Linked DNA regions of Pan troglodytes: region 2 is linked to region 1. The links are chromatin contacts, called in public HiChIP or PLAC-seq maps. All regions are on one chromosome and are shown on one strand. The core of a region is the stretch at or near the end of the contact, and the rest is flanking DNA. Distances in the headings are between cores, read along the strand shown. Region 1 holds the start of LOC129143994 (large ribosomal subunit protein uL22-like). Region 2 holds the start of ST6GALNAC5 (ST6 N-acetylgalactosaminide alpha-2,6-sialyltransferase 5).

The links. HiChIP or PLAC-seq counts read pairs in DNA pulled down with a chosen protein or histone mark.
Region 2: an H3K4me3 HiChIP or PLAC-seq map of stem cell-derived excitatory neurons shows a contact between it and region 1, with 10 times the contacts expected there. The contact joins the promoter of ST6GALNAC5 here to the promoter of LOC129143994 in region 1. A contact is called at or near these places in 1 of 7 Hi-C or Micro-C datasets (stem cell-derived neural progenitor cells) and 1 of 1 datasets of contacts at active chromatin or transcription factors (stem cell-derived excitatory neurons).

The regions. Positions count from the first base shown.
Region 1 is chr1:153,892,339-153,899,851 of NHGRI_mPanTro3-v2.0_pri, reverse strand. It overlaps LOC129143994 (large ribosomal subunit protein uL22-like), which reads left to right and starts at 4,533. Exons shown (of 1, transcript XM_054684457.2): 1 at 4,533-7,513. It overlaps PIGK (phosphatidylinositol glycan anchor biosynthesis class K), which reads right to left. Exons shown (of 11, transcript XM_001168438.7): 10 at 3,922-4,006.
Region 2 is chr1:154,151,142-154,158,654 of NHGRI_mPanTro3-v2.0_pri, reverse strand. It overlaps ST6GALNAC5 (ST6 N-acetylgalactosaminide alpha-2,6-sialyltransferase 5), which reads left to right and starts at 4,623. Exons shown (of 5, transcript NM_001037308.1): 1 at 4,623-4,637; 2 at 5,443-5,685. The coding sequence starts at 4,623.

The DNA of each region.
Region 1 (7,513 bases), core at 3,284-5,783:
CAAAAACTCCTGGGCTCAGGGTATCCTCCTGCCTCATCCTCCTGAGTAGCTATGATTACAAGTGCCCATCACCATGCCTGGTTAATTTATGGTTTTTTTTGTAGAGTTGGGGTTTCACTCTGTTGCCCAGGCTGGTTTGCCTTTTCATTTCGATGTATAGAAATTTTACATTTTTACAAAGTCAAATATATCAATTTTCCTTTGTAGTTTTTGCCACAATTTTCATGCTTAGAAAGTTCTCATCCAAAAATTTTGCCAACATACTTTTCTAATTGTTTTGCCATTTCGCATTTTTTGCATTAAGCTTTAATCCTATTAGAATGTACTTTTCCATGTATTATGATGCAAGAACATAGTATCCCCCTCCAGTAGTTAATCAACTCTCTCAGCATAATTTATTGAATGATCTTTTAATTTCCCATTGATCTGTGACGTCACCCTTATCATTTATATAAACCATATACGTATTAGGGTATCTAGGTTTGTGATGGTTAGTACTGAGTGTCCACTTGATTGGACTGAAGGATGCAAAGTATTGTTCCTGGGTGTGTCTGTGGGGGTGTTGCTAAAGGAGATTAACATTTGAGTCAGTGGACTGTGAGAGACAGAACCACCCTACACATCAAAAGTTATTATGCATATAAATATTTCTTATCATGAATTGGAATCCATAAAGTTTGAAATTCACTCCTCCATGTGTTCCACTGATCCTCTTGTCTATTCCTTTGTCCATATAATATTTATCTGATTACAGCTGCGTTAGGCTAATATTCTGATATCCAGTAAAACAAGTGCCTCTCTTACATACTTTCTTTGGTTATTCTTGGACATTTGGTCTTCCACATAAATCATGTGGTCATTTTTTCCTAACATTAAAAAAGAAAAACTTGTTTCTACTCTAATTAGAATTGCTAAATTGGGAGAATTTACACTTATACTTTCATCATGTTGTTTATTTGGTATGTCTTTCTGTTTCTGAAACATAGTACTTTCCATGATTCTTATTATACAGGTCTATGGTTTACTTGTTAAATCTAATTGTAATTATTTTATAGTTCTCTTCACTGCTGTGACAGAAAAATTTTCCCATTTTCATTTCTGTGTGTTTACTGCAAATACAGAGAAGCTATCAATTTTATTTAAGAAGCCAATTTTATTTGGCTATCTCATCACATTCTCTTATTAATTTTATTGTTCATAACTTGAGTCTCCTGGGTTTCCTAGGTATACAATCATATTTTCTAGGATGGCTAGAAAAATGGTAAATAATTTGACAGCATAAAATGGTAGTAGTGAGAATCCTATCTCCTGATTGTAAAAAGCAGTTTAAATATCACACACAATAAATGAATTACTGAAATGACTGATGCTCATTCCTCTCTCTTCTATTTCTCAAGTTTCTCCTTCTGTTTCAGCCTCTGTCCCTGCTTTGAAAGCCTCCATCTCTCCTGCAGCTTCTAAGTTGTGCTACTAGTGAGAGTCCTTGGCTTCTGGTGCCTGGGTAGTAGGGAAAAGAGGTGGTCCTGGCTTTCAACATACCATTAAAAATACGTTATCTATCCATTTAGAGATATGTATACATAGTACAAAGCAAGATGCTAAAAGAAATATCAAGAAACTGAGACTGTCCAGAAAGATGATAAAATAGGATATATAAGACATAAAAATAAGTAACTCTATTTTAAATAGAAATGACATGAGCTCCTAAACAGGTGTAGGTAAAGTATAAGATTATTTCTCATGAAAATAGTTACAGGGGGAGATTATACACTACAATAATGCTATAATTTAGATATAGATCAAAAAGCTTTTGTGAAACTAGCTAACCTAATTATCACATGTATTACTGTTCTCTTAGGAAAAAAGTTGCATGCATTCATTTATTTATCAAGACAGGGTCTCACTCTGTCACCCAGACTGGAGTGCAGTGCCACAATCTCAGCTCCCTGTAGCCTCAATCTGGATCCCAGTCCCAGGAGATATTCCCACCTCAGCCTCCCGAGTAGGTGGGACTACAGGCACGCACCACTAAGCCCAGCTAATTTTCTTTATTACTTGTAGACGTAGGGTTTTGTTATGTTGCCCGGGCTGGTCCTGAACTCCTGGGCTCAAGTGATCCACCCACCTCAGCCTCCCAAAGGGCTGGGATTATAGGCATGGGGTACCACATGCCCGGCCAAAATTTGCTCTTAAATAACGGACTTATCAGTTAATTTCTGGCAACATAACTCTTATGTTTCTAAAAGACCAGTTGGACCGGCTAATGGTAACAGTCCTTAAGTTGTAGTACTGTCAACAAAGGGAAATAACAAAAGGAATAAATGAAGAGTCTGCTATTAACAATGACCTGTCCTGACTATTCTTTAACTGAGAACAGAATTCATTTTATTCAATAAAAATAAAATACATAAATTCCTATTGTGTAAAATTTCTTAAAGATAGGTATTTAGTAAAATCAAGTGCTACTGAATTTTAATATAATGTTTGTAATTCAGTGTTAAAATTAACAAAGTCTCTTGTACTGCCAAAAAAATCACAATCTAAAATTTTCACCAGGGTCAAAAATTTTTTATCTTGGAATTCACACAGTGTATAACAGTCAAATGCAGCTGTTACATAAACCAGGTAGTTTATTGGTTCATCCATGCTATAAAAATATTACTGACATTTCATCTGGTCAACCATCTTAAAGGTTAATTCTTGTTTCCTCTTTCAGATTTTATTCTAGGTGAACTGTTCTGGGCAGATTCTATTTACCTATTCTGAGCAAACCACAAACTGTTTCATTGCTCACTCTTACTGTTAAGAACATATTGACTTGCTGCCTGCTCTGCTGTTTAATTCATTTATGCTGAGAGTCAGGCATGAAGACAGAATTTTAAATGTGACATTCGCAGACTGTTAGGTCATTTAAGCTCTGACAACACTAGGGAATTCCTGACATATAAACTGGACCTGATTACCAAGCACAGACGAGCTTCCCAAAGGTGCAAATTTCTGATCATTTTTTGTAATTTCTCACAGAATTGCAATATTAAATTTTAATGTCAATGAAAAATATATATAGCCAACATTTTCCTCTGTTTCTTTTAATAAAGTTCTAACTGGCACTTCTAATCAATACATATCAGCTAAATAAAAATTATTTTGATGGAAAAAGGCATATGGAAAAACTCACAATAACAATCAACATTCGTAACAATTCTGAGAAACTCTGCCATTTAAGGGCTTTTAATATTTACTATAATATGTAAGTTTCTGAAATCTCTGCTAGGTCTAAAGGCTATAACTCTAGTCAACAGAACATTTAAAATTATTAGATTCTGGCACAGCAGGGCAGAGGTTGTATGCTGTCAAATTATAGTACAAAGTCTAAGCTTACATGCTTACAACACTGCCTTCTCAACGATTACAGTTATGTAGAAAGGATGATAAAATCATTATAATTGGAAATGAACAAATTGCCCACATGACATGCAGAATTATACTTTGCAAGGGTTGATGATTGGGCGGGGTAAAGGATGCAGGGCAAGACTGTTTTCTCTTTTTAGTGACTCCAAAAAATTACACTCAATGATATTTTTGCAGCTCTTTTTCCTTATCACTAAGTACTATACACAATGGGTCAAAATGAAAGTTTTCTGAAATTAAATTTTATAATTAAATAATGCACAAAAGATAATGCTTATTTTATCCCATATTTTATGTAAGTAAGAATTCTAGTGTTAAACAGCAAGTAGCCTTTTAATATTGTGCTTTGAATGGGACTTTCAGCTGTAATAGGGGTAGTCTAAATAGGGATAGACAGCCCAGAATGCCTTTCAGCTATAGCACATTGATTCTGAAAAACCTAACAAAAGCAATTACTTCTCAGTGATTAAAAATCTTGTTTCTTTCAAAAGAATAAAATGAAATGCAAACCTGGTGTATTATCTGAGCTACAGGAAGTTGTTCAGCATATTTCAGAGGTTCCATTAGTTTCTCATCCATCTGGTCTTCCTTATAGCTGGAAAAGAGAATTTAAAAACACAGAGCTAGGGCAAATACTATTTTGAAATATAGCAAATATTTAAATATATCAAATATGAAATATAGTGAAATGCATATATTTAAGTTTTTGAAATAATCAGTATTTATCAATAATCTTTGAAACACTACCATTGAAAAATTTTAAATGACTATAAAAGTATTCAGACTACATTAAGTAACTATGCAATAAAATGAGCTAGCATCACTTAATGTTCTCAGATCCTGTCTTTCTCTGAGACAAAAATGTTTCAGAATTCTCTGTCCAAAAGAGGGTGTTTCTTTCATAGCACTTAAAGGTCTTCAAAACCTGGCTCCAACCAAACTCAAGCCTCATCTCCAGCAACCCTTTCTCTATTTAACAGTCTACTGTTTTAGTTATATTTAACTACTGGCCAAACCCCATTGGGACTTGCACCTCCAGGAGTCTCTCAGTTTCCCCATGCTGTTATATCTGTTTGGACCAACCACCAATTCTCTTCTTTATTTATTCTTCTTTTTAATATATTAATTTGTTTATAGCCATCTAGGTATATTATTTTCACTTCCTTGAAGATGAAACCCATGTCTTCTTCTTCTTTGTATATCTAATATTTATCAAAAAGACTCAAATGTTTATTGACTGAATAATAAACATATGAATAAAATGAAATAAAAATAATTCTGAGGTTATTTTATATAGACAATATTTTTAATATCTACATGTACAATGAGATACAAAGCTGATATAATCCATATCTAGGACAATATGAAACAGTAAATTTAAAAACTTTTCAAATGAAGAAAATGTAGTATAATGATTTTTAAAGTTACTGACCCTTTGAGAAATAGCAAGTAAACATTTGATTTCAAGACAATAAAACCTAAAAACATTAAAATTCCTTTTGTCTTTTCTGTGAATTACACATCAGCTTATCAACTTAAAAATTACTAAACTTTAATTATCTTGAAAAATAAATGAAACAAGATTGGCTAAGTCTCTAGGGCTTCAGTTAAGGAATCTAATGAGAACTCTAGAATCTCTCCCATGAAAAAGGCAGATATACAAAAAGAGACAAAATTTTCATATGATTTAAGAGCTTCAAGAACCTCTTATCTAGGTAAAAGTTTGTGGATATCTTGCAGAATTTGCATAAAAATAACTAGCTTAATTTGAGAGAACTCTGAAGATTCTCACTAATGATGGGAAAAAAAAACTGCCTCAAAACATGTTTCACAGAGACAGAAAGCAGAATGGTGGCTGCCAGGAGCTGGGAGGAGGGGACACTGGGGAGTAATTGTTTAACAGGTAGAGGTTCGGTTCACAAGATGAAAAAAGTTCTGGAGATGGATGGGGGGATGATAGTTACACAATAATATAAATGTATTTAATGCCACTAAAGCGTATACTTAAAAATGATTAAAATGATACGTTTTATGTTATGTATTTGTTATGGGCTGAATTGTGCCCTTCAACAAACCCCAAAATTCACATTTTGAAGCCTAACCACCAGTACCTTAGAACGTGACTGTATTTGTAGACAGGGTCTTTAAAGTAGTAATGAGCTTACATGAGGTCATTAGGGTTGATCCTACTCAAATATGACTGGTATCTTTATAAGAGGAGGAGCGCAGGACACCGAGACAGTAAAGATCACATGAAGACACTAGAGGAAAATGGCCGTCTACACGTCAAGGAGAGAGACCTTAGGAGAAATCAATCCTGCTGACATCATCTAGCCTCCAGACTGTGAGGAAATACACTTATGTTGTTTAAGCCATCCAGTCTCTGGTATTTTGTTATGGCAACCCTAGCAAACTAATATCTATTAGCATTAGATATTTTTACCTCAATTAAAAAATAAACTAAAGTAAATACTCATTGACCAAAAAAAAACACAACTTGCTTTAAAGCATTTCACAGTGTATCTTTTAAAAGTTTATTTACATTATGTATAAAAAACACATACAGGCCAGGCACAGTGGCTCACGCCTGTAATCCCAGCACTTTGGGAGGCCGAGGCGGGTGCATCTCTTGAGGTCAGGAGTTCGAGACCAGCCTGGCCAACACGGTGAAACCTCGTCTCTACTAAAAATACAAAAATTAGCCAGGCGTGGTGGTGCGCACCTGTAGTCCCAGCTGCTTGGGAGGCTGAGGCAGGAGAACTGCTTGAACCCGGGAGATGGAGGTTGCAGTGAGCCAAGACTGCACCACTGCACTCCAGCCTGGGAGACAGAGCAAGAGTCTCAAAAAAAACACAAAAAAACAACACACACACACAGCAACAAAAGAAAAAGCAGACAAACTGTATAGACATCATCAAATTTCAAGACTCTTTTGTTTCAAAGGACACAATCAGAATGAAAAAACAGTCTACAGAATGGGAGAAACTTTTTGCAAATCATATAACCAAAAAGGGACTTGTATTAAGAATGCATAAATACAACTCAAGAATAAAAAAGCAAACAACTCAATATTTTTCCTTCCTTATCAAGGACATTCTTAAGTGCAAATGATGTATTTTTGTTTGTTTCTTTTCTACTGTGGTCAATGGTGGGAAGAATACAGTGACCACTTGTGCAGTTTGATTCCAGTGCCTTGATTCCTGTTAAGGCACCAGCAGTTTTAATAAATATCTTCTGAAAAAATAAAAATTAAATCACTGACATTAATTCTAAGAGTATAAAAGAAATATGACAAAGTCACTCTTCATTGGCTATTCCAAAAATCTAAAACGACAATGTCTAAGATGAAATACATTTCTTTCTCACAAAATGTCTCTTACTCAATATAAAATATATTCTTTAGGTATACAAAAATATTTGAAATCTGGAAATTTGTTTTGAATAACTTTTTAAAATGCCATGTAGCTGTTATGAAAAATTCCAAATATGTTTCTGTATTTTTTATATTATTTTCGCGGGAACATTTAAAAGTGAGCTGCAGATACCATGACAGTTCACATCTAAATGTTTCAGCAAAATGTTTATCAACTAAGGATACGTCTGAAATGTTTCTTAATAACAGCAGCACTTTTTCCAAATGCAATTCACAAGTAATCTTGAGTATCACTGTGGATATATGAGTATTTTACTTATCCAATGTTTCATAATCAATTAAAATGATTACTCATTTTTATAATTTCTTAAAAACACATGTCCATTGCTTTCTTGCTTTATTTTGATATCAAGAAGTGTGATGCTAAATTGGTTCTATGTTATTTTCATTTTTAATTATTTTTAATTTTTAAATTACTAATTTATTGGCTTAGAAGCTCAGGCGGCCTTTATTTTCCCTTTTGTTTTAAGGTCTAATACTATATCTTAAAAGTTGATTGTTATAAATCAAGTTTCCCAGGTACACAGGAAACAGGAGTCCTTTCAATATGGAAATTCAGATCTCATTTTATTTCAAAAAAAAGTTTTATTATAACTTTAAATACCATATCTGTTAATTTTCCACTTGTTTCCTAGTTCAAGGTGTTGAACTAAATATATGGAAAATTCT
Region 2 (7,513 bases), core at 3,374-5,873, 260 kb before region 1:
AAGGCATTATGGATCCATAATCTTCACCTGCCTTAAACCCTCAGGTGGGATTCCTTCACACCATCTGTTTCATGGCTGACAAGGTCCTAGATATCTGGCTCCAGACTGCCTCTCTGTCATCCTCCTCTACCACTCTCTGGGTCCCTTTATTCCAGCCTCACTAGCCCCCTTGCTGTCTCTCCAACATGCCAAGCAAGGTCTTAGGCAAGCTCTCTCTTGTCTCATGGTCTTTGCACATGATGTTCCCTTTGCATGGGATGACCTTCCTCCAGATAGCCTCATGGCTCACTCTCTTACTTCACTCATTTATCTGCTCAATTGTTGCCATCCTAGCTACAACAGCTCCTACACTTCAATCTCTAACTGCTTCCCCTGCTTTTCTTCCTAGCATCTGACATTCTTTTTTTCTTGACACGGGGTCTTGCTCTGTCAGCCAAGCTGGAGTGCAGTGGCACAATCACGCCTGACTTCAACCTCGACCTCCCAGGCTCAAGCAAATCCTCCCACCTCAGCTTCCCAAGTAGCTGGGACTACAGGCATGCACCACCTTGCCCAGCTAATTTTTGTATTTTTTTGTAGAAACAGGGTCTCACCATGTTGCCTAGGCTGGTCTTGAACTCCTGGGCTCAGCAATCCTCCCACCTCAGCTTCCCGAAGTGTTAGGATTACAGGTGTGAGCCACCATGCCTGGGCCTATTGTATTAGTTTATCATCCTTGCTTAAATATAAACCTGATGAGGCAGAGTCTGTGTGTGTCTTATTCATATCTCCATGACCTAGAATAATACCTGGCACACAGTAGACGCTCAATTCATATTTGTTGAATTAATGAATGAGTTACTATCACCTTAGTTTATGCAGAGCTTCACAGTTTACAAAGCAGTCACATACACAATATCTTAATAAGCCCTCTAACGATTTGTGGTATAGGCTTTGTTATATCCATTTTATAGATATGTTGACAGTCCCTTGCTCAAGGTCACACAGCAATTAGAAGTAAAAGTCAAACTCTGGTGTTTTGCCTTCAAGCCCAGTTTATTAATCATAAATATAAAATACTATTAGCAATTTATTGGTGTTGTTCAAGACATTTGCATCTCGTTTAACCTTCATAACAATGCTTTGAGGTGGGTACTATTTTGCAGATGTGGAAACTAAATCCCTGCGAAGTAACATACCCTAGGTCACAGTGCTGAAAAATGGTAAAGTCAGAATCTGGGTCCTGACAGCCTGATTCCAGGAGCTTATTCTCAACAGATGGACCCACTAGGCCTAGCCTGTAAAATAAAGAGAGTTAAGGAAACTGCAAACATAAATGGACAAGAATCAAATTTGTTCCATGGGGACTTTCTGCCATTAATAAAATTTTTGCTCTTGCTTCATGTAGTAAAACTTTCTTCTTTTTCTTTGAGATCATAATGTGGAAAGCAATTGTATCTCAAATGCAGTTCATTATATTGTTTTCTGGTTTTTATCCATCTTTGAAATGTTTGAAACGTTTGTTTCTAAATTGAGAAGTCACTTAGGAATTTTAGGAATTGTGGGCAGAGCTTACGGATTTCCAGCAGTCTGTCTTTCTTCCTCCTTTGGTAGCTTTGTGCTGCCTTATGTGGCATGAGCATAGGCTAGCGTTCCCTCTGAGCACGGATTCCACCTGCTCTCTCACCGCCCTATGACATGCCTTGTTTCATCAATTCTCACCTTCATTGTATCACATAACCTACATTGCAGAACACTCAATTTATTTTCCTTTCTTTTTTTCCTTTTTTCAAAAGGAAGAAGCTATTTGATTGGATGTGATGGCACCAGAGGCAGAAATGTGGCAAAATTTTAAATGGTGAGAAATCCATCTCAGCTACCTGGATTTTGAGAAACAAATTGTGATTTCTCGACTCACTTTGTATTGAACTGTGCAAGTTAGATGAACTAAAAAAGCTTCATTGACTTGTCTACTTGTCTGCTTGTCTCCAAGTCAGTCAAGTGTTTGTGAATGCTGCCTGTTTTCTACCCTGTATAGTTATTCAAATGATTAACTTAAGGGTGAATATAAAGGTACATAAACATAAGTAGATAGATGCCCTTGAAATAACAAAGCCCTCAGACCTTACATAAGCAGGCATTTAGAAGGTGAAAAACAAATCAGGTGTGTTGATTGTTCCTAAAGATTGTAACAGAAAGATTCTAAGCACTTATCTGGGAATATACTGTGAAGAGAGCATGTGGTCTATTGATCCAGGTATCCCTAATGCCTGGCACATAGTAGGTACTCAACAGAGTAAGTGCTTAACATAGGAAGTGCTTGATAAATTTGTGTTGAATCTATAGTACTCTGTCTTTTATTGCCTAGTCATGAACTTGTCTCAACACACGTGCATACACACACACATATTAGGTTGTAAGCTCTTAGAGGAGAAGGTCTGTCTTATTCACCACTGTATTCTCTAATACAGAACCACCAAATAAGTGGCAATCATTAATGATCATCAAATTGAAGTAAATTCTATGACTTGTTTTCTTTAGCTCGTTTCCCTCACCCTATCTTGTCCATTTGGCTCTCAAGCCAGAATGCCTGAAACGGCTGCATTAATCTAATCAAATATGTAAAAGCCAAGACCTTGAAATCTTTCAAATCAAGCTCTGAATTACATTTTTAAATTTACCCTGGCCATTTCATAAGTAGATTTAGCAACTAGCTAACTGCTATCCCAGGAGGGGGAAAAAAAACCCATAAGCTTAATGAATTTGGTCAGACATACAGTGTAACAGATGTCCAACATGCTGCCATGAACTTAAATCATAGATATGATGCCTCTGTTTGGCATGGCAAAATATATTAGAACTGTTTCATCAGTCACTAGGCAACTTGCTAGATGGAGGGGGAATAATCCTGAAAAATGCAGGAGCTGCTTCTAATAGCATCTAAAAGGATCCCTGGAGAAACACAGATAATCTGCTTGCAATGATTCATCAAGTTGGTCCTTTGTTTCATTAATTTGAGTGTCAAGTGCAACCATACAATAAAGAATTGCCAAGACCTGGTAAGATTCTCCTCTGGCTGCTGCTTTTCCTGCCCTAACAACTGGTACTATTCATGCCTAAAGCACAAACTGAATAAATAGTTTCAAGGCTGGCAATGTTGGACAGTGCTTCCTATTTTGCTTTTCCTTGAAAGGCTAAATCGTGTGCTTTCTTGACCTCTCCCAAACACGTTGCACTGATATTCATTATTGCACCAATAATTTTAACTTTCTTAATACTAAGTATGGAAGGATGCCTCATAAGATAAAAATAGTTCCTGTTGTATCATCAGTCCAGCAATAGATTAGGGAAGATTAAAAATGGATTGTAATGCCTTCTTTGGCCTTGAGAAAGCTCTTATTGTGCCCATGGTTCAGTAGGCCTGCTGATCATTTCCATCTTAATGTAATCTTTAACATTACACTGCTACAGGTGAGATGTTAAGTAATACATTAAGACAACTATTTTCACTGAGCAATTTCACAAGAAATATGTTTTTAGCTAAATTAGACATTTAACAAATGCCATTTGTAATTCAATGCAGAGGAGACAGCATCCTTAAAACAAGCTATTGATGTGACTTTCCCAACATAAAACAATACTTATGTTTTTTTAATTTTAATTGAAGTCCTGAATGTGAAATTATCGCCGTCAGTGCAGTAGACCAACGGAAAGCACCAAAGACCTTAGGATTATGAAATAAGCCATATGCAGTTTTATCTCTAGCAGACAGAAGTTCTTCATCCAAATTAGGAAGAATCTACAGGTCAAGTTAATCATGTAGCTGTGACGTGCTGAATGTTTTTAAAACTTTAAGATCATTTAGATGAACACTAGGAAACTCAGAGGTCAGGCAGAAATATAAATTGTAATATTTAATGAAAATAATAAATGAAATAATTGAGATGAAATATTGTGATCTAAAGAATGCATGAGAATAACTGAATCTGATAAAGTAAAATTAAGAGAGAAGAGAAAATAAGAAAGTGAGCAATTGAAAAACGGAACAATAAATAATTTTTTAAGAAAAATAATTTCATCATATATTTCTCTATGCTACGTACATAAATGCAAACGCTATAAATAGAGTTATTGACATTTGGGAGGTTGATTTGTTTTTATCAACATCGCAAAACAGAAAATTTAGTTTGCAGATTTTCACATGGCTATCACGTTCAGAATCCAATCAGGTTCTCCTTTACTACTTGATGACTTCTTTAAAGATAAATAAGCCCGCGGACCAAGAAGTGGGTACACTGGCTCGGTTAACTCTCTCTCCCCAGAAATTTCACTACTGAAAAGATTATTATTTGGGGGCGGGGAAGGGGATGCAGAGGTCTTTAGGACCCAGCAGGCGGCGGCAGGCGGCAGTTGTGTAGATCGCTGAGAGACTACGAGGGTCCGGTTCAGTTTTAATTCTGTCTCTAATCTCTGCAACAGCCGCGCTTCCCGGGTCCCGCGGCTCCCGCGCGCGATCTGCCGCGGCCGGCTGCTGGGCAAAAATCAGAGCCGCCTCCGCCCCATTACCCATCATGGAAACCCTCCAGGAAAAAGTGGCCCCGGACGCGCGAGCCTGAGGATTCTGCACAAAAGAGGTGCCCAAAATGAAGACCCTGATGGTGAGTCAGTTGTGGCAACTCCACCGGGCAAAGAGGGGGATCCCCGGGCTCAGGGTCCACGGGACGCACCGTGGAGACTCCGGGACGCCTAACCCTGGGCCGCGAGGTCGCCTGTTACAAAGGGACAACTTTCTACCCGCTCCGCGTTCCCTCCCGATTCTCCAGCTCTGCCTGGCTCGGAATCCCAGAGCCAGGATGGGAACTCGGGGTTGCCTCGCCTCCTAGATCTCCGGCGAGAGGTCCGAGGGGGTGGCGGAGAGCTGCAGGAGCGATGGAGGAGTGGGCAGATTGCTCAAGGGATGGGGGTGCCCAAAAGCAACAGCCTGCCAAAAACTAAGAGGGACGGGGAGGGGGGACCTTTGCAGACTTTCTTCGTTTTCTTAGATTTCAAACTTGCAAGGATCGCAAGGATCCAGGGCCCCAGGAAAGGAGGGGTGTGAAGGACTCAAAATTCCAGCAGCTTGGCTGGGGTGGCTGCGCCAGACGGGCCCTTCCCCAAAGTGCAAACCCACCCCTGTCCTCGGCCCGGCGCGCTCCCTCCCTCAGCCCGGGGCCGTACACCATCTGCCCTCTACCGAGAGATCTGGGCGGCGGCGGCCGAAAGCAGCGACGCGCCCGGAGCATCCCTTGCGGTACGCGAGGGGACGGTGCTTTCTCTGTCCCAGTTGCGTGCGGCGGGGCTGGGGCCCAGGCCGCCCCAAATCTCCCCCACTAGAGTGACCACGGCGCAGTTGTCCCCGCTGGGCGCGCTCCTCCGGTGTCTGCGCTCAGCCGCTCTCCTCTTCTCTCTCCCGCCCGCCCGCAGCGCCATGGTCTGGCAGTGTGTTTAGCGCTCACCACCATGTGCACCAGCTTGTTGCTAGTGTACAGCAGCCTCGGCGGCCAGAAGGAGCGGCCCCCGCAGCAGCAGCAGCAGCAGCAACAGCAGCAGCAGGCGTCGGCCACCGGCAGCTCGCAGCCGGAGGCGGAGAGCAGCACCCAGCAGCGCCCCGGGGTCCCCGCGGGACCGCGGCCACTGGACGGATACCTCGGAGTGGCGGACCACAAGGTGACAGCATGCCCGCCAGCCCGCTCGCCACTCAGCCTGGGGATCCCGCACACCTGAGCCTTCCCCCTTTCCCGGGGCTGGGAGGCGCTGTGAGTAGGTGCCGTTCGAAGGCTGGAGGGGAGTGGACCCGCTGGGGTAGGGTGGGCTAGTTCCAACTTGGTATGAATTCTTATTTGGAGAAAGACACAAAGTTTTGTAGAAAATAGGGGTGAGGTGCGTGGACCCCAAAGCCTAATTTCCCAGCAGAAATCGGCCCTGGAACTATAACTCCCTGATCCCCAGAATTGCAGCTGCGGATGGAGGTCCGGTTCCTGAAGCCTCGGGTTTGGCCGCCGAGTCGCTCCCTGGTGGGAGGAAACTGGGGTTGGCGCGGGTACCAGCCTGAGCGTTCCTCTGACCCGGAACCGGAGGGTGAGCGCAGCCAGCCCGCGGCCACTGCTCGGGATCCAGCGTTCCCCTCTGATCTCTCCAGCGCATTGCTTTGGGCTGAATTCTCTCAGCCCTGGGGAGTGGTGCCCAGGCAGGCATGGAAGACTTGAGGGACACACTCAGCTTCCATTGGTTTGAAACTCATCATTGTGAGCCTGTCTTCCTCTGCCTTCCGGGAAGCTGCTGCATGGGGTGGCTAATAATTAATAAGATGAATTTTTTAAAATTGGGCCTCCTTTCCCTGGAATAATAAATATCTGGTTTCAGTGTGTGAAGCCTCTGGGAGAATCCTAATCAAGTTTGCTGATTCTGAAGATATTTTAATACAGTTTAAATGTATCCGCCATTATTTGAAGCTGCTCGTATGTTTTTATTAAAACACAATTCCACTCTCTATCTGCTTTATAAAGCTAGAGGATTTCTTGAAATCTCCCAATTATTCTTTTTGTTTTACTAAATTTTATGGTTGTGAACCGAAGTAATATATAGTAGATGCTCCTTTTGTGTGCAAAGATCACTCTAACCATGCGTGAAAAAGCCAAACTTTTTAAAAAGTGGCATTCAAAATATTGCCACACACCTGTTTAATGCATGATGCTAAGGATTTGAAAGGTATAAAAGAATTTAAGGCAGGACCCAGTCTTACGGATCTTTAAATACCTGAGGACAGAACAATATACCATGAAATGTGTGTAGATGGATAAACCAATAGATAAAAATGTGTAATAAATGCTAGATATGAACAGTACTGTAGGGGTGCAAAAATGAGAACGATGACTTCCCTGGAAAGATCAAGGAAAGCTTCTTTGAAAAAGTGGAATTTTGCAATGAGAAGAATTCAGGGAAGCAAAAAAGGAGGAATCAATTTCATTAGGAAGTGATTATTTATTTATTTATTGTTGTGGCAGGAGCAGGGGTTGGGGGGTGGGGGTGTTAGTAGACTTAAAATCCAAAAGCAGAAGGCTATCAATTTTACAATTACAGCTTTTGTTTCCGCTCTTAGTTGTTGATTGATGCTTTGTATCTGCATGTGCAAGCAACCGATAAGGGCTGGAGTTCCAGGAAAGTTTAGACATTAGCTTCTGACTGTAGATGGCTGTGGCGTTTATGTGTAACTGGTGTATGATGGATATACTGAGATCATGGATTTCCATGGCTATTGTTTGGTGGAAATTACTATCTAACACTTGTGAAGCTTTGATTAATGGCAGCATCAAAAGGTAAATTTGCTGAAAGTTTTGATCAGCTTTTGGGAAAAGATTTCTAATACTTTTCTTCCTGTGTTCTTCTGCTGGACAGACACCAGCTAAGAATATTGAGAGCTTAATGCAAAGTATAATACCCTAATGCTGATGTTCAAAACAATGGTTATTGACCACAAATATGTTTGATTTCAATT